2 separate regions of the Ovis aries genome follow, and region 2 is linked to region 1. The links are chromatin contacts, called in public Hi-C maps. All regions are on one chromosome and are shown on one strand. The core of a region is the stretch at or near the end of the contact, and the rest is flanking DNA. Distances in the headings are between cores, read along the strand shown.

Region 1 (3,902 bases), core at 936-3,435:
TGGAGGCACTTGGGGTCAAGAGCCTCTGATCTGAGAGTTCGCCATGGCATCTACCTTCCTGTCTCTTGGACTCTTTGGTCTCTATCCAGTTCCTATAGGTACTGAGCTCATTGGTTCTTAAAGCCACCTGCAATGAGCTTTTGTGAAAGGTTGGTCTCTGCAGAATTTCTAATTACACGTCATTTTGTGTACTGTTGTCTGAATATGTATATGTATGTATTTTGATATTGAAGACAAGCTATTTTTAGTTTCCTTTTGGATATGTTTGGAGAAACTCTTAACTGTTGCTATGCTGCTATGGAAACGGTATCCACGTATACTGACATGTTTACAATTGTTTAAAACACTATAAACTTTCCAGGGCAAAGGCAAACGGCTTACTTCCATCAAAGTTGCTCCTTGGTTTCCTTTTTTTATTAGTTTATTTATTACTCTTAGACCCATGTTGGAATCTGTTTCATCTGTGCCGGGCATTAAAGGGCTGTTTTTTGCTGACCGTGCATCATTTAATTGATTTCACATTTGTAACTAAGGTAGCGCCAAGAGCAGATGAAAAGTTTACCCTAAAATCAGAAATATTCTTTGGTCTTGCTAGGAACTGAGAATTAAATACTTTCTAGGCTCCGAAATGAAAAAAAAAAAAAAAGAAAGAAAGAATGCCTCTTGAGGGTGTGTTGACTAAGCTAGAATTTGCAAGTTAGGATTGTTGTTTAAATGTAACTACTGTAATTATTATTCATGTGTACAGAATGAATTTAAAGACTAGTCTAATTGCTTAGAAACATGCAAACCCCCAAAGGAGTTTTCTGGCTTATTCCAAGCATGGAGAAAAGTAGGTGGCTAAGAATCTTTACAATTTCTGGAAAAAGGAATCTTAACAAAGACACATGAATTGAAGCAAACAAGAACTATGTTTGTTTGAAAGTACCAGGAAAGTGATTTTTGGCAGGGTAATTTTCCAGGAGTCAAAAAGTATTTTAAAGTGGAATCTGCAATTGTGAATCACACAGTGGTGGGTCCTGACAACATAAAGGGCACATGTTCTAGGAGAGTATAATATTTTATAGAATTTTAAACAGAGTGCTTACACCTTTAAAAAATTCTCTTTTCTAAAGTTTGATACCTACTTTGAGTAAGTATACAGTAAAGAAAATTTTAGCTGTTATGGAATCTACTTTCTTCACTCTTTTGCTAAAATCTCATTTTTGTCATCTTCCTGAAATGGTCATTTAAGAATCACAGATTAAAAAAAAATAAAAAATCCATTCAATGGAGTACAGTTTATTAACAACTATGCTCTGATATAAAATAAAAATTAAAACAAAAGACACCCAGTGGAAGCCCTGTGGGAATGATCCTATTCGTGGACAGCTAGTTGACTTGGGCCTGGTTTGCATGTAGAGATCACAGTCCCCCCTCCCTCACTTCCACCTCCCCTGACAGGCCCCTTTAACAGTGTTTATACACTTTCTCTGCTACTACTCATCAGCAGATATTCCATTCTAAGCCCTTCAAAGGGACGAGGTTTATGTGATTTTGTTTTTCTTCTTTGTGGGAAGGGTTCCTCCCCCACCTCTTGGAGTTTAGCAGCAGCTAAGAAATGTGACCCCAAGGTCACATTCAGATTAGAACTCAGTAAAACCTGAGGGTCTGTTATTTCATGGCACTAAAGGAAACTCACAAAATGAAAATGATAGCTGGGTATGGAGAGGGTTTGGAGCTTCTCTGGTGGCTCAGAAGGTACAGAATTTGCCTGCAATGCAGGAGACCCCAGTTGGATCCCTGAGTTCGGAAGATCCCCTGGAGGGGAGGGCATGGCAACCCACTCCAGTATTCTTGCCTGGAGAATCACCTGGACAGAGGAGCCTGGCAGCTACAGTCCCTAGTGTCACAAAGAGTCAGATATGGCTGAAGCTGCTTAGCATGCACGCACGCGTGGAGAGGGTTTGCATGGGAGGGGAATCTGGCTTAGCATTGGTTGCACTCATTCCCCTGGGGTGGGAGCCTAGAAAGAGAGGGTGTCAAGTGGCTCTGGCAACTGAGTCCGGTCAGGGTTGCCCTCAGGATCAGGATGAAAAGGGGGAAATGAGGTAGCAGCAGCACTACGGCTTAACACTGAGCGCTCCCCAGGCAGCCACTAACTGGCTTACTCTTTTCAGATTTCTCTTAAGAAGCAGATTTCCGTTTCTGTTCTGTTGCCTCTGAGGGGATTTCCCAAATTAACCTTCTTTAAGCTTTCTTGAGGGACTGTTTTTGAGGGCTGGTGGGGAATTTCCCTCTTCTGACCAAAGTGTTGCTGGGAGAGATTTACTGCTGATCTTCATCTGGGGATTTTCTCACAGGCCTTTGCTACTTCCTGTTTCCCAGGAGTCTCTGCTCTCTGGGAACTGAAGAGCTAACAAGCGAAGTGCATAAACAGGTTTAAGGAAAAGGAAAGAGGGTGTGTTTCATACAGTGGTACTCTTCTTCTCTTTTCTAGTTCTTTGCCATAGTGATACTGGATTTGAAGACTGGACCCAGGGACCTTGCTGAGGGCCTCAGCTTGATTACACTAAATGTTCCACGGGAACTTGGGTTGGACAGTGAACTCACAAATCATAATAAATGATCAGTTTTACTAGAATAGCTATTCTGTATTGGGGATGGATAGAAACTCCTATGTTAAAAGAAGCCACCAAAGAATCATTGCACATTTTACTTAATGATAATACTCTTCCAGTAGTTGAGTTCTTTCTGTGTCATGCATGGTACTTGGAGTTTTGCAAACATGTCTCATTTGATCCTGGCAGCTACCTAGAGAAGCAGGCTTTACTAAGGCCCATTTAACAGATGAGCATATCAAGGCTCTGAGATGTTAGGTTATTAGCCACATTTTCCAGGCTGGTATTAGGAGCCCAATTTTGTGGCATCCCAAAGCCTGTGTTTATTTAGCTATAAATTTGTCCCAAATTTGATATTTGTTTCATTGGTCTTTTAGGTTCTATTACCAGAAAATTAATGGAAAGGATCCTTAGGAGAAGCAGCCCCCCAAACCCATGAGTGAAGATATTTTCGGGGCAGCTGACAGTTGTTAGCTTAGCTCTGTACACCTGCCAGGCCCTTCTGCTGTATATTCACTATTTTCACATCCCCTGAAAAGTGATGCTGCTGACCTGGGAACAGGAATCAATATATAAAAGAAGTGCCAACTGGAGCAATTAATTAGTCCTTCCTCTTCAAAAACCTTCTGCCTAACCACTGCTTTATACCTTGTTATTTTCTACCCTAGTTTTGTACATTTTGTCAAGGCTCTTAGAAATAATTCCCCTGAGGACAGGTCCTGGAATATCTCTGACCCTGCTTTGGCCCAGGGAAAATAACATTCTTGATTGCTCTGAAGCTAGATCCCTGTCTGTATGTGCAGTGGTGTGTGTGTGTGTTTTCTTGTATGAGTTTCTCATTGAGGTAGATTATTAGCCACAGTTGACATTTACAAAGTTCTCCATATATTTTCAGTTCCCCCAGAGAAGTTGTGAGCATGGGGGAGGGTGCTGGGGGCAGCAGTGGCACTGATAAAGCAGTTCCTGGGCATTCCCAATGGTTGGGATGCCCCTGCTGCCTTGACACCCCTTCCCCACTGCAGACTCCAGTCTGTCTAGGAGGGCTCCTGACCACATCCTCTTCATCCAAATGGTGAACTCCGATAGCTATCAACAGTTAAGAGTTGACTAGCTGCCAAGTGATTTACTGCCTTAATTGACCTGATCCTCACCCATGAAGGTAAGCTGAATGGTTCCCATTTATTTTATCAGTGAGGAAACCAAGGCCCTGTCAGGTTAATAATTGACCCAAAGTCACCTAGCAAGTAATCTGAGGGACTAGGACACAGATTCTAACCTGTCTGATTCCCAGTTACGACTTTG
Region 2 (3,902 bases), core at 931-3,430, 60 kb before region 1:
ATGCATCTTTCCATACACTTAACTGTTCTATTTTCCAACTGTCTGTTTTAAAGCCAAGATCTCTTTCAAGATACTACAGAAAGAGAACAGAAAGAGAACAGGTTAGAAGACTGGGGGGAAATATCAAAATAAGAACATCTTTCCCTTTTCTGATGGAATCACCAGAATCTAAAATCTAGGGGCAACTATAAAATACAAAATTAAATTCAAGAGAATTGCAGATAAGAAAAAGTCTTGTTATTACAGTTCTGATCATTATTCACCTCAGGAAATAACTAGTAGAAATGATGCTTGATTTAAATTTGCACTACCTTCTAGTTTGGGTCAACTACCAAAATAAACTTGTCTTCAGAATTATCTTCCTCCACAAGAGGTTGTTGGTGCGAGTAAAAAACATAAGGGATTTATATGCTGTATTTGTACAAGACGGACAATGTTTTGAAAGATATAAATCTGATCACTCTGAGAAAACATTTTCTCTTTGTTAGTTACAAAGAAAACGCCATAAACTGAAACCAGAACTGGAGAAACTGAACCTTCTCCACAATTCAAAAATTTAAATTCACACTACTATGAAAAGTAAATAACAACAAAAACACTCTAATCTTTCTGCTCAATTAAGGTAACACATACACAATGTAGAAAAAGACAAAGCCAGTTCTTAAACAAAAGATCAGCTGCTGTGAAAAAATAACATTCTGCAGACTAAGAGAAGTACACCGTCTTTGAACCAAAACAAATAGATGACCTTTTCGTATATTTAAAGCTTCAGTTCTTGGCACAACCAGCACCTTATGGATAAAGCGCTCACTCAATTATCTGATGACTAAACGATGGGAAAGCTGTTGGTGCTATTAAAACCAAGACACATTTCCTTGTGTGCAGTGATTAAAATCTGTGAAGCCTACGTTAAAAAGTCTGTCCTCCCACCCCCATCCCCCATCCCTGCTAGTCTGCCTTGTAAGAAACCTACATGTACAAAAACCAAAACTAGATGGGTGAGTTTATGATCACAGTATTTTCCCCACTCCGGGCATTTTTCAAGAGACTTTTGAGGTTTTAAAATTCAAACACTATGTAAGAAGAGTTATGGTTTGAACTACCTAACAAGTACCCCGACCTCTTTTAGACTTTAGTTAGCCTATACGTAAAAGGAACATCTTTAACTTTTCCACGGGGCACTGGAGAACGAGTTCTTACTCATAAATGCTTTCAGGTCTTCAGACACCAGGTGCGGTGGAGGAGCAAGCTCTTCTGAACCTCAGTTTACCCACTTACAGAAACGGGCTTATTAACTTGTTTCGTCGGGGCCCCGGAGGTGTAATTAATTAATGTTTTTAAGTGCTCTGTGATCCAGAGATGAAAGGAAACGCGAGGGACACGCAGAGATGATGACAATAATCATAATAAAAAGAATGACTAACTTGGAAGTCTGTGTTATGTAAGGAAAGGAAAAAGAAGTTATCAGTTTCGCACAAACAAAAGAAAAGCCCACCACCCCTTTTGTTTCCCTTTGGTTTCGGTCTCGCTCCCAGCCCCCGCGGAGCTCCCCTCCGGCAGCTGGCGACCCTACCCCGGGCGCGGGGCTCGGACTTGGCCACCCTCGCGCCCGCTCCCAGGCAGAGGGGGAGGGCGCGCCGGGCAGGCTCCTGACAAAGGCGCTTCCTCCTGCGAGGGCGCGGGATGCCGGCGCCGCAAACTCCGCTCCCGGCCGCCTCCGGCGCGGGGGCGCGCAGGCGGGCGGGGAGAGCCGGCCGGCCGGCCGCCCCGGTAAGCCGCTGAGGAAGTTGCGCGCCTGCCTGGCCCGCACCCCTCGGCGGCCCCGCCGCGACCCCTCCTGCGGCCACACTCACCGGACAATTGCTGGTGGCCGGAATTCCCAGCACGGCCCCGAGACACGGAGCGAGGGGGGAGAAGTGTGCGTGCGCGGGCAGCGCGAGCAGACAGCCCGGCGTTCCGCCGCCGCCTTGTTCGCCAGCCGGCCGAGCCCAACGAGGGGAAGTTGGCCGCGGAGCCGAACGCTGGAGAAGCCGCGGGCGGAGGAAGAGCCGCGGGATCCGCCTTGTGATGCGCTCCAGGAGGGCTCGAGGCAAATCCGAACGCGCGGCGAGGCTGCTGCTGCTGCTGGAGGCGGCGGCGGCGGCGGCGCCCCCCGACGGTTCCACCGCCTCTGGGTCTCTGACCCACGCTCGGAGGGAGGGGAGGGGACTAGCGGGGGGGCGGGACTGGAGGGAGGGGACAGGGCAGGGCCACAGAGGGAGGCGGTGCGGCGGCGCCGAGCGGTCTCTTGGGAGTTGTAGTTCTCCTCAAGAAAAAAGCTGTACATTGTTGTTGAGGACGCGTCTGCGTTCGCTCTGCAGTGCGCATGCTCGGGAGGGAGGCTCGGCCCTACTGTTACTATGGTCACCGACACACTAAGGAAGGGAACGTGTTAAGCGAGGCTGCTGACTGAACAAGGCCCTCCTTGTGTTATGGTACTGTTAAGGATCCCACTTTTGGCTAGTCCTTTAACTTCGCTCCACCCCCAGCTTCTAGACTCATCACGCCAACTGCCCAGTGAAATCTGACTTCCTCACCATATCTCGGTCTTCCCTGCTGCTTAATTTTATCCCATAAATTCAGGATCACAAATACCCATTTCCCTCCCTTCCCGCAAATGTATCCTCTCTGCCTTAAATTTAAGGTTCTTTGTTTGTTTGTTGTTTAACCTAAGACTTGTAGAAAGGTGTTAGTTGTTCAGTCATGTCGGATTCTTTGTGACCCCAAGGACTGTAGCCCCCTTCAGGCTCCTTGGGATTCTCCAGGCAAGAATACTGGATTGGGTAGCCTGTCCCTTCTCCAGGGGATCTTCCTGACCCGGAGGTGGAACCCAAGGCTTCTGCATTGCAGATTCTTTACCATCTGAGCCACCAGTTGCTTCCGATATCTTAATTAATTACGTTATAAAAGGGTTAGGAGCATCACCACTGTCAGATTCCCATCATTTCTTCACGCAGTCACATCCAACTTTAAGGCCAGCAAAGGTAAAGCTCAAGGTTAAGATCACTGTATCTTACTTCATCCATGTTAAAAAATTTCTTAAATTTTAAGGCCTACGATTTTCAAGAAATACAAATTTTATAAAGTAGAAGTTCAAAAGATAAGTGGAAAGTTGAAAATTGTTTGCTGTACGTACATTGACCAACTTTCAGTTGGCAATAAGAGAAGTCTGAACCAAGGTCTGAGTATGCTTTGGGGCTGGTCAGCTAAGTCTACGCCCATGTGGGACAGCCAGGTGTGAAGAGATGGTGGACGAGGGTGGTGCAAGGCAGGACATGTTACTGGATTCCAGAGAACTAAAGGCAACCTATCCCAAGATCTTTTGTTTTCCTTCTCTGCCTACCTAGAACCCCATACTCTGGAAGAAAAGGACTAGCGTTTAGAAATCAGAAACACAGGAAAAGCTGCGGTTTTCAGGTAGAGAGTTTCAAGGTCAAGGATCCTTGTGTTTGCAGACCCCATGATTAATATTCAAAAAACAGTTATTGAGTATAGTATGTCTCAGGTACTTCTTCAGTTCCCAGAAATAGAGATACAGGAGCATAAAAGAAATATTTATTATTTTCAAAGTGCTTATTGTGCAGAGGAAGAGCCAGGTAAATAAACAAACTGCAATAAATACCTTAGTAGAAAAGTTTACCAGATGGTTTGGTACACACCTACCCCAGACTCAGATAGGGTCAGGAAATGATTCAAAGATCATTTAAACTTGAGTATGACTAGGAGTCGGTGTGTCTGTGTTCTTTGGTGGAGGAAGGAAAAGGGAGAAGTGAGAGCACTGTGGGCAGGGCTAGGGCTAGGGTTAGTACTAGAAGTGTGAGATCAAAGAATATTTTGGTCCATTAAAGAATTCATCATTGCTG

Evidence for each region. A called contact is a pair of places that touch in the nucleus more often than the background predicts.
Region 2: a Hi-C map of blood shows a contact between it and region 1, with 2.2 times the contacts expected there. The contact joins the promoter of PELI1 here to the enhancer-like site in region 1. A contact is called at or near these places in 2 of 16 Hi-C or Micro-C datasets (both in blood).

Annotation. Positions count from the first base shown.
Region 1 is chr3:44,087,099-44,091,000 of ARS-UI_Ramb_v3.0, reverse strand. No RefSeq gene overlaps it. Among named protein-coding and RNA genes, the nearest start is that of PELI1, 59 kb to the left of the region's middle. Within about 2 kb of position 2,185, at least 16 of the 54 cell types and tissues checked have an H3K27ac peak or open chromatin away from gene starts, as enhancers often do.
Region 2 is chr3:44,146,738-44,150,639 of ARS-UI_Ramb_v3.0, reverse strand. PELI1 (pellino E3 ubiquitin protein ligase 1) reads right to left here and starts at 2,180. Exons shown (of 9, transcript XM_060412042.1): 1 at 1,854-2,180.